Regions from separate parts of the Pan troglodytes genome. Here region 1 is linked to region 2. A link is a contact called in public Hi-C data. All regions are on one chromosome and are shown on one strand. The core of a region is the stretch at or near the end of the contact, and the rest is flanking DNA. Distances in the headings are between cores, read along the strand shown.

Evidence for each region. Hi-C and Micro-C count contacts between places; a contact is called where the count stands out from the background.
Region 1: a Hi-C map of stem cell-derived neural progenitor cells shows a contact between it and region 2, with 9 times the contacts expected there. The contact joins two enhancer-like sites. A contact is called at or near these places in 2 of 7 Hi-C or Micro-C datasets (blood and stem cell-derived neural progenitor cells).

Annotation. Positions count from the first base shown.
Region 1 is chr15:66,117,796-66,125,227 of NHGRI_mPanTro3-v2.0_pri, reverse strand. All of the region lies in intron 7 of RAD51B (RAD51 paralog B), which reads right to left. Among named protein-coding and RNA genes, the nearest start is that of RAD51B, 320 kb to the right of the region's middle. Within about 2 kb of position 2,712, at least 13 of the 24 cell types and tissues checked have an H3K27ac peak or open chromatin away from gene starts, as enhancers often do. A contact at or near this core is called in stem cell-derived neural progenitor cells, where this site is marked.
Region 2 is chr15:65,921,832-65,928,858 of NHGRI_mPanTro3-v2.0_pri, reverse strand. All of the region lies in intron 7 of RAD51B (RAD51 paralog B), which reads right to left. Among named protein-coding and RNA genes, the nearest start is that of RAD51B, 130 kb to the right of the region's middle. Within about 2 kb of position 4,383, at least 8 of the 24 cell types and tissues checked have an H3K27ac peak or open chromatin away from gene starts, as enhancers often do. A contact at or near this core is called in stem cell-derived neural progenitor cells, where this site is marked.

The DNA.
Region 1 (7,432 bases), core at 1,463-3,962, 200 kb before region 2:
GAGTAGGGTAAAATTATAAGAACATTTTTATGAGTTGTGGCTGGCAAGCCCTGGCCTGTTAAAACTCTTTAAAAACCAATGCCTTGGTGGAGGTAACATTTACTGTTTACTGTAGCTGTGGTTGTTAGGGGTTATTGCTAAGGTCCTGGTTTTCCATGACATCAGCAGCATTCCAAGGGAAGTGTGTGTCAGTGACTTTCAGTAATGACTCCCTTTTCCAAACGTTCAAATCTTCTGCCAAGCTGCCCTACACCTGCACACCAGCTGAGTTGGAGGAAAAGGAAAAGCAAGATGGATTAAGTGGGATTTTTGTCTGGGCTCCTTAATGAGACTAAAGGCTTTTCTTCCTTCAGTGTTTGGTCTTGTGTAATAAATTGATGCCAACTCCTTTAGGAGTGACATGACTCATCCTTAACTTTTTATAAACCGATCTGATTATCTGTCATGACCTCTCTCTGTCATATTCTGGAATCGCCTTTTGACAGTTTTCTTCTGTAGAAAAAGTTTAGGGCTTAATGAGACGATCAGCATGGCATGCCAACCCTCTGGCAGGGTTTCTCAGGGAGGCACCTGCTGCTCCCCAAATTAGCAGGAAGCAGAAGCAGTGAGGAGACATTACTGTGTGGCTGCTTCAAGGGTCACCTGGCTTTCAACGTTTCAAACCAGATGTGTTCTCTCAAGATGGCAGCAGCAGACCTCATTCTAGAGCCTGTCCTCGCCAAAAACAGGGATCTGGTTAACCTTATCTGAGGGCGCCTAGTGCCCACTCAAAAAGCCTGTGACTACTATCAGGGCCAGTGCCAATTGTACACTTTTATGAGACCTTTTTCCGAAGGCTTAAAGTGTTTTACCAATATTAACTCATCAGGAGTCATGACAACCCTCGAGTAGAAAACTGGCAAATATTGGTTCAGGTGGGAGAAATTGTGGGATGGGATTGAGAAGAATCAAGTACTCTGCTAAGAGTGAGGCAGTGGGAGTGCTCCCATGCCCCACACTGCCACCCCTTAGGTAATTTATCCCTTTCAGGGCTTCTTCCAGTTCTGCCTAGGCTAGATGAACCTGCTTTTTTTTTTGTCTCAATCAAAGGGTTTTGAAAAATAAGCACTGCTGTTAATAAGGCAAAGCCTGAAGCTGTCAAAGGAAAAGAAGAACAATTTTATACAAAGACACAAAGAACTGTCCTCTTAAGAGTTTTGATAAAAGAATGATTTATGCATGCAGTATCTGCTTCTATGACTGACACAAAGTACAAGGTTCAATCTTTCTGTACCTCAACTTTCTCATCTATACAAGCCAAAAAAAAAAAAAAAACATTTAGAATATCTCCAGAGATGTTTTGAAATTTTAGTAATTAATGTTTTGAATTGCACAGAGATCTTTGAAGGAGGATCTCTGAAGTGTTGAAAAGTGCCCTGTCTTATAGTATGTTATAGTTCTAGAGGAAAGTCCTTTAATTACTGGTATATATGTTAGGAAATAAGGATAAATTCATGCGGTTTCAAGTGATTTTTAAAAATAAAAGCCGCTATAATTACAAAAAAAAATCATCTTTATCTTGCAGAAACATTTTTTTAAAAGTGGTAGAGGCAGGTTCTTCCATAGTATATGGCAGCCAGAGATAACACACTAATAAAGATGGCTACTTTTCCCAATTTCTCTTTGACTTCATCAAAAAGGAATTAAACATGAAAAAATACTAAAAGAACCATTCTCATTCAATCATAGATTGAATGAAGATAGAAAAGCACAGCTCTTAGGTTCAACTACTGAGTTAAGCTATAAAAGTCTGTTCAGTGTAAGCTCACATTGAGTTTTGAGCCTTAATTTCCTTGACTATATTTTAAAAAGATAATTTTACAATTATACCTTGTTAGCAAAAGATTGGGCCAATTAGGAAATAAGTCTTTCAATAGACTTCCTGGTATGCAGAATTAACAAAGTTATCCCTGACTGAATTCCACAAATCATTTTCATAAATAAATACATAAATTAGGGAGCAGAGAGAGAGACAGATACAGAGAAAGACAGAAAAGTTTTTATCCAAAATGCTTAAAACCCAAGAAAAGAGAATTTTTTTTTTAAGTTTCTTTTCTCCTTGAAGAGAAAAGATTTAATGAGTTACTAATCCCCTCAGTAAAGTTCTTTGGTAATTGTCCTATTTTAAGCCACACTCATTTTGCTAGGAGCCTTTGCTGTTAAAAGATGTTGTTTTATTATGTGAAACTACACACAAAAGCAATGTAACAAAACGGTAAAATATACTTCTGATTTTGTTATGCTACCAACCTATACTTACCCAGAAATTTTAACTGCCAAATGTCTTTTATTTAATGCAGACTTCATCTTTCACCACCCACCCATTACCACATGAAGTAACAACATCATTAGGAGTGGAAAACTCTGGGAATAACAACCTGATCTCTGGAAAAAAAAAATACTAAATGGGAATCTGCCTGCAGCTCTGCAGATTTTCAAGCTTGTCCTGGCTTCTTGGGTCTGTAAGCTAGACTTTTGTGCCCAGACTATGGCTGGATGAGCAAGGCAAGCTCAAATCACACCCTGAGGGCTAGGAACAGAACACACAGTCTACAATCCTCTAAAGAGTTTTGAGAGCTTGCTACAGAGAATCCTTTCTCATTGGCCCTTGGTGATGTCATGCCCATGTCTCCAGGGCCCAGGAAATGCACCATGACTAATGGAGCGCCTCATCTGTGAATTCACATTCCTTCTCAGAGGAGCAGCAACAGGCAGTGTCAGGGCAACGAAGAAGGCTCAGTTAGGGAATGCCAGTCAGTCATGCAAAAAGGGCTTCAGTAGTTTTGAAATAGACTGCTCTTGTTCACCTTCTCAGAAAACCCTCAGCAATTGCATGAACACCTGTGGACTGTAGTACTGCAGGACAGTAACCCTTAAACTGGTTTGTTGGCTTGTTTTTCATTATTCTCTTTAAGGAAAGAAAAGTGGTCATTGTAATAAGACACACATTCTTCCAGATTTCTAATGTATTAAGGCAGGGATCAGCAAACTTTTTCTGCAAAAGACCAGATAATAAAAATTTTAGGCTTTGTGTGCCATGTGATATCTGAGCTGGTTTTGGCCCATGGTTTTGCTGATCTCTATATTAAAGACTGGACTACCTCTTCCCCTGCTATATACCTGGGTCAAAGTACTCTTAAATAAGAATGCAGTTACAGAAAAGGATGTGAAGGAGTTTCTACAATATATCTGTGATGACTATCCCATCTAGCACCTAAAGATAGTTACAGAGAGGCAGTCTAGCCCATGGTTTCAATATGTAGGCTCAGTCAAATGGGTGAGTATAAATTCTAACTCTGCCATCTCTGAATTTAAGTTCTTGGACAAGTTACTTCATTCCTCTGAGCCTTGGTTTCTTCATCTGCAAAACACGGTTCCAAATTGTTCCAACTCAGTGAAGTTAATATGAAATTTCAATGAGATAACATATGAACAAAGCTTAGGCATAGTGCCGAGGACACCATAGTGCTCAATAGGCTATTCGTCCTAGATTTTTTTAAAGTGATTATAATTACCACACCTGGCTGTAGTAGCCCAAAATAAAGAGACACAGATGACTACAAAAGCTAATACACTGTTAACCTCTTTCCAATTCTATTAATACCATTATTATCTTTAATAGTTGCATGGAATCCACATGGAATGCACCATAAATGAATCGAAATCTTATGTTGAACATTTGTTTACTGTCTTTTGCCATTATAAACAATATTATGATGAACATCCCTAAATATATGCCTTTGAATACTTGTTCAATTTTATTCATTGGGGCAAAAAGGTATGCACATTTTAAAGAACTTATAGTTGTTCTGCCAAATGGCTCTCCAGAAAGGTTATACGAATTTCTATTTCTACCATCACTGAAAGAAAAGATCTGTTTCCTAATCTTCTTGACAACAGTACAACTACTGTAATGCTGAAAAATTTCAGGCCCAGAGAGGTTAAATGACTGGCCCAATTTTAATAAAAAATGTTTAATATTCCCTTTGGCCCACAACTTTGTAGATCATTTCATAATTATTTTGATTAATGGCAAATCTTTTGGGAACCCAATTGACTTGTGATTATTATTAATAATTCCATTTTATGGTTGAGAAAGCTGGAGTCCAGAAGTTTACTTTAGATAGCCAAAGTTCTCCAGATAAGGCAAAGGACATAGACAAACACAATCAAACTAGAAATAAATTTCATCCTATTGTTGGGCCATGCAAGGCTTGCCACAGTATCACAGGCAAAATATAAATTTCCAGTGGCAGAAAAATATATTGCTAACTCAGGGACTAATTTAACTTTTCTTTCTTTTGGCAAATAGCAAATCTAAACAGAGCCCCCTTTTTTTTTTACTGTGAATTTAAATAAGCCTATAAACTAAATGTCTCCTTCACCAAGGAAAAAAATCACCTGAGTGTTTGACAAGAAAGTCACAGATCTAGGCATTTGTTAAGGTTTACTTCATTCACTCTATTCTGTTACCTTGCTTTATTTTCCTCTCAACACTTATCTCAATTTGAAATTGTATTATTTATTTGCTTGTAACAATTCTAAGTTCCATGAGGACAGGAACTTTGTCTTGTTTACTATCTTTTCAGTTCCTAGAACAGTACCTGGCTCATAGAAAGTGATTTGTAAACATTAACTGGATGAATAAATCCTACCAGATGCCATCTGTGTATTTCCCTAGCTCTATGACCTCCAGGTCAGGCAGGCTTTGGAGGCGTCATTCCCTGTCTACAATACTGCAAAACAAACCAGCTCCCTAATGGAAAAGAGCAGACTCTCTCTTACCAGCAGGGTCCCTCCCTAGCTAATAAAATCCCAATCAAACCTCCACTATTAGTTTAGCCAAGCCACATGCTGGAGCATGTTGACATGTCATCATCTCCCACCCTCTCCCTTCACTTAGGAGATGTTGTCACTGTTAGTCCTTGTAAGCATGCACGTTGGTTTTACCCAAGTGGTTGGTTGGTTGGTTGGTTTGTCCCCAAAAGATCCTCCCAGGTAAGTCAGTAACTAGAATGAAGTTCTAAACACAAATGCATCACTTATTCACTGTTTTATTTAAAGACGTAATTAACACGGTAGTTGACCACCCAACATGCATTCTGTCCCAGATGATTTATCTAGTCCTATGTGATCAAATATGGTAGCTACTAGTCATACATGGTTATATACATTTAAATTAATTTTTAAAATGCAGTTCCTCAGTTGCACTAGCTATATTTCAATTGTTCCATAATTGCCACATGGAGCTAATGGCTACTGTATTGGACAGCATGGATATAGAACATTTCCATCACTACAAAAAGTTACAGTGTGAGGTCCAGTCAAACAAGGGTAATCGCATTCTCCTTACCTGAAATTGATTTTAAAATGGGCATGCAGCAGAACTCGGGTCAACAGAACTTGGGGAAGTCTGTTAAGTGGCTTCTGGGCAAGGTTTCCTTATGCCTAAAAATATCACATAGCAGATGGTGTCTCTTCTGCCTTTGGATAATGTTAGTTCAGGATGTGATGGAAATGTTGGGGCCATCTTGCAAACATGAGGAGACCCAGTTTAACAGCAGAGCCTACCCACTAAAAATGGCAGAGCAGAGTAATAGAAGGGATATGAGCTCTTAAAGAAATCACTGAGCTACTGAACTGTTACCAGCCCTGTATCCTCATTATGTGAGATAATAAGATGATAAATGTCCCTATTGTTTAAGCCACTGGAGTTGAAGTTTTTATAATTCACAGCAAGATGTAAACTAATAATAGATCTTTATTTATACTTCTCTATTTCTCTCTAATAAGAGTTCTAAATCAGTCAATGTACTGCTAAAAATCCAAAATGACTCTCCACTTTAATGCAGGTCCCCAAGTTTGGCTACAACAAAACCTCTTACATTTAAACCTCAGCTAAAGAGTATTGTCTTTCATAGATGTGAGCATCTTAGTTTTTTTCCCTCTGTTATTAGTTTCTGTTTATCCTGCCACTTTTAGTCTGAGAAATTTAAGTTTAAAATACAATATGAAAAAATATTTTGCAAATAGGATTTCGATAGCAAAAGCTTTTTTCCTTTTGATAAAAGCAAGAATTCAAAGGTAGGATTGGAAGTTTCAGAGTTCTTAGAATTGGAAGGATCCTCAAAGATCAGCTGCTTAGCCCCTTCGTTTTGCAATCAAGGAAACTGAGGTCCAAAGAGATAAAGTAACTGTGGTAAAAGAACAGTCCTCCAAAGATGTTAATGCCCTAATCTCTAACCTGTGAATATATTGTCTTATATGGAGACAGGAACTTTGCAGATGTGATTAAATTAAACATTTTGTGATAAGGAGATTATCTTGGACTTTCCAGATAGACTCAATGTAATTATAAGGGACCTTATAAAAGGGAGGCAAGAGTGTCAAAAACAAAAAAGAAATATAGCAATGGAATCAGATATTGGAGTGATGTGCTCTGAAGATGGAACAGGAAGCCGTGAGCCAAGGAATGCAGGTGGCCTCTGGAAGCTGGAAAGGCAAGAAAAGGGATTCTCCCCTGAAGCTTCCAGAAGGAACACAGCCCTCCCAACACTTTGATTTTAAAATTCTCAAGAACTGTAAAATAATAAATTTGGGTTGTTTTATGTAACTTAAATCTGTGGTAATTTCTTACCATAGCAATAGGAAACTGAAACTAATGTAGCAGCCTTCCCCAAAGTTACACACAGCTTGTACTAGTAATGTCAAAACTCAAATCCTTAGGTCCAGTTTCCTTCTATCAGGAGTGCAGTGGCGTGGTCTCGGCTCACTGCAACCTCCGCCTCCCGGGTTCATGTGATTCTCCTGCCTCAGCCTCCCGACTAGCTGGGATTATAAGCATGTGCCATCACGCCAGGCCAATTTTTGTATTTTTAGTAGAGGCAGAGTTTTACCATGTTGGCTAGGCTGCTCTCGAACTCCTGACCTTAAGTGATCTACCCTCCTCGGCCTCCCAAAGTGCTGGGATTACAGGCATGAGCCAACATGCCTAGCTTATCAAAAACTTCTATACCTCCATCTGTTCTTTCCATACTGTTTTCTCAAATATAGGAAAATCCCAGTTCAATGCTTTTATTGTGTTATATGGAAAAATACCTGATTAACTACAATATGGGACCATTGTATAGTGGTTAACAGCATAGCCTCTGGACTGGTTTTGAACCCTGGTTCTGCTACTTATTAACTGTATGACCTTGGGCATGTTATCTAGTCTCCCTCTGTCTCAGTTTCATCATCTGTAAAATGAGGTTAATAATATCTATCTTAATAGGTTTATTGTCAGGATTTAATTAGTTAACATTTGCAAAGAACATAAAACACACCAGCATGGAATAAGCAGTATGTGTTTGTTACAATAAGCTTTTAAAAGTATGGCTGGTCTACTTCTTTT
Region 2 (7,027 bases), core at 3,134-5,633:
AAAAGGAACCCAAACAGCCCTTCCTCTAAGATGCCTATTTGAGAAGACAGTTATCTTTCCACAATCCTGAACTGGAGTGACTTTTGAACACCCCTTTTGATAAAGTCTAGTTACAACCACTTTTAACCTTTTAAGGGTTATGAAACTCACTGAGAAATTTGTGCAGGCTATGGACTTTCTTCCCAGAATAATTCTAAGTACATACACATAAAATTTTATATAATTTTAGACATTCCATACACTTACTGAAACCCAATCATGGATCTCAATTTAAAACTCTTGGTCTGGGCTGGGCATGGTAGCTCATGCCTGTAATCCCAGCACTTTGGGAGGCTGAGGCGGGTGGATCAACTGAGGTCAGGAGTTCGAAACCAGCCTGGCCAACATGGCGAAACCCCATCTCTACTGAAAATACAAAAATTAGCTGGGCGTGGTGGCGTGTGCCTGTAATCCCAGCTACTCGGGAGGCTGAGGCACGAGAATTGCTTGAACCCGGGAGGAGAGATCGCGCCACTGCACTCCAGTCTGGGCGACAAAGCAACACTTGGTCACAAAAAACAAACAAACAAAAAACAACTCTTGGTCTGTTTTCTCACCAATCACATACCCTTAGATATCATGAGAACTTGGTATTGTGTGAAAATAATAAAGTGAAGCTTTCTGAAGAAAAATCAATTCAAAGATTTTTGACAATTAATGTCCCAAGATGAAAGGGGTACTTGGCAATTTGGGGTATCACTAAGCTGGCTGTACTCTAAAAGATCTCACCAAATGGCACTAGAGAAGCCAATTAGAAGTTAACATGGTCTTAGGCTGTACACAAACCACATTAATCTCTCAGACTTCCACTGCTAACTAACACCTTCTTGCTTTAGATATTTTAATACCATTTAATCAGTGGAAAATTTTGACATTATAGTATAGCCAGATTTTCCTTACTCTTCCTGATTCTTATCTAGAAGACAGTTTAGTTACTCATTGTAGCCAAGGGAGGTCTTGCCTTTCCCTTGGCTACAGGGAGTACAACTAAAACAAATATTTTAATACAGTAATATATTCAAGGTAGGTATGATTCTTACTTTCTTTTTGGTGAAAGGGCTCTCTGGCTTATTCAACAATCACAATGATTCAAATTCATCTTCATGACCCACTCTCAATCCAGCAGATTTCAAAAAATGTCTGTGGGGTATCTAATAACTGTAAGGTCCATAAGGGCAGGGTCCAGGTCAGCTTTGGACACTATAGTATTTCCAGTGGTTAGCTTGCCTGGCACACAGTAAGTGCTCAAAAAATACAACTTTAATATGCTGGCGAAACTCTTGCAGCAACTACTAGTTCAACCGCTAGGTATGTGAGCTTGGCAAGTTACTAAGTATCTCTGATATAGTTTATTTACCTAGAAAAGTGAATAATAAAATTCATACAATTAGTACTAAGATTAAATAAGATCAAGTACATAAACACACTACGGTAGTATCAAAAACACTATGTTACTCTTTAATGTAAACCTGTATTTTTAAGGCCTATTAAAATATAGCTGAATTTTAAAATATGACATTATAGTCATATTGATATGGTTCAAATTAACTTTACAACCACGTTTTTATGAAACAACAAAGGGCCAAAAAAGCTAGGAGCAAAAATATTAAAATACAGAGACAAACACAGCTAAAACAAACAAACAAAACCCTCATAAATAAGGCAATGTTTTGAAAGAAAATAACTTCCTTATATATTTGTGGCTTAAAACAACTAATACTTTCCAAGTGACAAAGCTGGCACAAACATAGCAACGGGGAGATTTAGTTTTCCTAAAATTATTCTCCAGCTCTGTCAAAAAAAAAAAAAAAAATCTTTACTTCTTAGAGGCACGTACTCTAAGATGAAATTGTCTTGGTGGTACAAAAGAGCCCATTAAAATGTGCTTTAGTTTTCTTCCCCCTCCATGCCCCCACTCCCCCTGGCTGTACTGTTTTCTTTAAAAACTAAGTCCTACAGCGCCATCTACTGTGTCTGTTCAGATCACATCATTTTTGCTGGTTTTATCCCAGAGTGCTGAAGAAATGAGAAATGTAGCAAATTCAGAATCCGTCACTTTATACAATATACTTAGATGTAAATACCTACACTATCTATATCTATACCTATATCTATATCTATATCTCCACCCACATGCTAGTATCTGAGCAACAATTTTACCCGCTTTCTTTCCACTTTCTTCTTAAGTAGGCCCTAACTCATTATAACCCACGTGTCACAATAGGAACCAAAATGTTTACCTCTATACATTAGAGGGGAGAAGTACAGTCATAATAATAACAAACTTTTATTGAGGGCTTACCATATGTCAAATAGTGTTCTGAGTAATCAATATGCCACCATGCAAATAAAAGCAAGCATCTTGAGGAAAAGAGCTATGATTCACTGTTCTTTTAAAATAAATGAATGTCAACTCCAGAGCCAACCGTTAAAAATAACTTAATTAAATAAATGGATGGATGGATGGAGGGATGGGTGGAATAATAGATAGATGGATGGATATAGATGGCCAGCCCACAGCTCCTGTGATAGTGCCTATCGTATTTTTTATCCCACAGGGTCTTTTTCTTTACAAAAATGTAGGCTTTAGTCAGAAAAATTCAACACATTAGGGAAATCTCCAGTTAATTCAAAACCTCCTTCTTCCTCCCTAAGTGTATATTTAGGGAGCATAAAGAAAAAATTTTAAAAAGATCACTTATAAACATGGTTTGTCTCCAATATAATAAAATGTGTATTAGTACAAGCCCTGTAACTTACATATCTAAATAAGTGATGTTTGTGAAATCTATCAACCAAGAACTTAATCTAACACTATTAGTACACAAACATTTTTGCAATTTCTCATTGGTAATGTCCTTTAGAATCACTTTTGAAAGCAATAAAAGAAAATAAGTTTTACTACTTTATATTTCATTTAATATATTTAATATATTTAAATCTATTACTTAGTTTGACCACCCGTCTTATTTATCACACTTGGCTTTAAGTGACAGTTGACTGTTTCAAAATTCAAAACAGCCTGCAAAATAAAGACCTGCCACCACAGAAAACTGACAAAAGAACATACCAAGAAAGGAGCATGCATAAAATGGGTATATAATCTTCTATGACCATTTCGAGAGAAACAACACCTATTTAGATATACTACTGCTGACATTTAAAAACAAATTCAGACATCATATTTTTAAGTCACTGAACTTTATAATTGCAACTATTCCCATAATAGTTTTCATTTGCTATACATATAAATGTTCTTTGTCTTAAGTCTTCCTTTCATGAAACTATAGACTCCGTAATCTTCCTTTTGGAAGATTTGGCAGGCTTTGTAACTTCAACGTATTGACGTTACTCCTGCTACTTCACGTAAACCTTCACTTTAAGTTCAGTGTGTCTGCCACCATATTTCTCAATTCTTCTACTATTCCAAATACTCTGAAGAAGCTTCCCAGAAATCCTTGTTTGGATCAGCAAAAACAATTTGGTGTCATCAGCAGATTTCACCATTTCCTTCTGGAGTCATTAAAACACTAAACAAGCATGATCTTGGTATCAATCCTTAGGGTTCCTATCATTAACGTCTCTCTAGCTGAAGTCAAGCTATTCTCTGCTACATTGTGATTTCCATAATAGGACTAGGATATGTTTATTTGCTAGAAGTTTAAACATTGATGGATTTTTTTAATGAAAGTTGCAAAATGCATTACGAAAGTAAAGAGGAAAAAATCTCAAAAGGAAAGGTCAGAGAAATCAGCAAAGAGAAGCAGCTCCTAGTTAGTTGTCTCATCCAAGCACACTGCCTCATATTTAACTGATTCTTAAACCTCTACAGGATTTTAACCTTTCCCCTCCAATTACTTATTTCTGTTATAATTATATGAGAGACTTTATTAAACACATTTGAAAATTCTCTATGAATTATAACCAGCAGGTCCAACTACTTTATTAGCTTTTCCTCTCTTTACTACATTTAAAGAGAGAAAAGCAAACAGTCCTTACCCAGAAAGTAAAAAAGCAAACAGTTTTCTACCCAAACTGGTCTGTACTCTGAACAAGAGAAATCACTCTTTCTTTTATTCAAGTGCAAATCTGTTTGAAGCTTTCATTCTGCTTTCCCAGCCTGCTCTCTGCAGCTGCATAAAAGATGAGACATGGGAATGAAAGAAAACTAGGCTGGGGCCAAAAAGCAATACTGTCCATATGCAAACTCGCTCAAAGAGCAGGAGTTTCTGTACATCCTTTCCCACTTTTTCCACTTTAGCAGACCCCTAGCCAAAAGGAGGAGGTACTGTGCTATATCTCTATGTCCAATCCTGTTTAAAACAACTTCTCATGTGAAATCAGGGGAAGGATAAGGTTACTAAACCCCCAGTCCTGACACAGAGCCCGAGGCATTCTCAGAGTCAACTTTAGCTCTAAGCTGGCTGTAATTAGGCAAGTTTAAGAGAGAAATAGGGACAGTCTCACAGGTCTCTTAGAATGCTTGTGGCAGAGGCATAGCAACAGTGAGCAGAATTCACTTTACCTATTTTACCCCATGCAAAATTAGAGCAAAATCCTCCCCCTAAGCCAAAAAGCAAAATCTTCCCCCTATGCCAAATCTGCAATAGACTTTCAGAATGTCTGGAAACCCATTAGTCTACATGCAAGGGTGTCAGGTAACCTTATAATCCCAGCATTCTCCTCAGGCCAGCAGTGAACCACACACAATTGAAAAAGTTCACCACCTCAAAAACAAACTCTGCTGGGATCAGAAGGGTATTCTCAAGGGTTTTGACTCAGATGTCATTATAACTCCGTGTTATTTTTAATGCTGTTTTTTTGGATTTTGCCTCACACAGAATTCCCAAGTTACAGAAGGACCATGAACAATGTCCAGATGTATAAAATGCAAAAATACTTCCCTCCTACTTGTGGATTCCAAGATAAACACCACAAGAAGCACATGTGACTAAACTAAGAGCTCATTCCAAATTAAATACTGCATCATGTGCACAGTTTAGGGCTTAAAAAACAAACCCCACAAATATTCTGCACGGTTCATAAGCCAGGCCTGGGCAAGCACATGACCACGTTGTAAGAAGGAATCATGAATTGGAGAGTAGAGGTAAAGGGTGAAAAAAGTCTGAGTCAAAACCTTTCCCAGAAAATTGGTGCTTTCAGCGAACATTTGTATAATATGGGACACAGATGAAAGAAGAAATTGTATTTTTCTGTGTTTTTTTTTTTCCTACTGATACTATCATTTCTAAAACTGCCCAACAAATTGGGAAACTCTGCAAAGATTTCAAAATCCCCAGCCTAAGCCAAGCACAAACATCATTAAATACAGATACAAACACACACACTGAGGTAATCAGAACTTATATCTCTGACTGACCAGTCCAGACAGAATCCTTTGACATAATAAGCTGAGTTCTGGACAGAGTACATGGAACCTTATGGGACACAAACAGGAGAGTCAGGCAATGTGAAAAGACTTCTACACTATTGTTATTGTGTTTCCAAAAAAAGTAAAAAATAGATGGATAAAGTGGAAAGACAACAGAGAGATAGTTTGGCTAGCTGGGTGAGTTCAGTTTTTCTCCCACAACTTAACCTAAGCAAAAGCTTTTAAGAAATTCAGACTGGGAAGGCTGGGTGCGGTGGCTCACGCCTGTAATCCCAACACTTTTGGGAGGCCAAGGCAGGTGGTGGATCACCTGAGGTCAGGAGTTCGAGACCAACCTGACCAACATGGCGAAACCCCATCTCTACTAAAAATACAAAAATTAGCCAGGTGCAGTGGCAGGCACCTGTGATCCCAGCTACTTGGGAGGCTGAGACATGAGAATAGCTTGAACCTGGGAGGCAGAGGTTGCAGTGAGCCGAGATCATGCCATTGCACTCCAGCCTGGGCAACAGAGTGAGATTCCATCTCAAAAAAAAAAAAAAAAAAAAAAAAAAAAAAAAAAATATATATATATGCATCTATCAAATGTTACAGTTTTATATATATACTTTTTATTTTATATATATATATAATGTATGTTATGAGGCATAATTACAGAATATATACCTAATGAACCCAGCACCTAATTTATGAATTAAAATATTTCCAATCTGCTATGGACTAAATGTTTGTGTCCTCCCAAAATTAATGTATTAAAACCCTAATCCCCAATGTAATGGTATTTAGACCTAGGGCCTTTAGGGAGGTAATTAGGGTTCGATTAAGTCTTGAAGCTGGAGTCCCTGTGATGGGAACAGCCATGTGAAGACATAATTAGGAAGAGGGCACCCAACCATGCTTCCACCCTGATCTCAGACTTCCAGCCTTCAGAACTGTGAGAAATAAATGTTTGTTATTTGAGCTACCTAATCTATGGTAATTTGCTACAGCAGCCCAAGCTAACTAAAAACACAATCCCAGTGAAGCTATACATGGGCCCCTACCGAAAGCCATCTACCTGCCTCTCTGCAATGATCATCACTATTCTGAATTGTGCATTTTTTTCACTCTTGCCTTTTTTTAAAGAAGTTCTTAACATAACTGTTGGAATTTTCTTTCTTAAAAGGAATCAAGTATTTCACTTACTACTGTCAATTTTCTATATACTATCTAGTTTATGCAAGGATCTATACAAAAGCATGCACAATTTGGCTTCCACCTTTTTAAAGCTCACATCCTAGAGTAAGATGACACATATTACATATTGGGTATCTACATGTATTTAAAATGAATTTGGTATTCCCTTTTTTGCTCCTGTTTGTATGTGTTTCCACATGGAGGGGGGCAGGGGCGGGGAAGAGTAAAGCCTTTATCTAATATATCAGAAAAAAATATCTGCCTGTATGTCTGTCTTCCCCCTAATATAAGTACCCCAAGATATGAAATTATTTCTTACTTGCTCTAATTTCCCGGTACCTAGCAGAGTGCTAAATGTCAAATGATTATTTTTCAACTAGTCTCTCAAATTAGAGCCCAGACACTTTAAATGTTTCACAG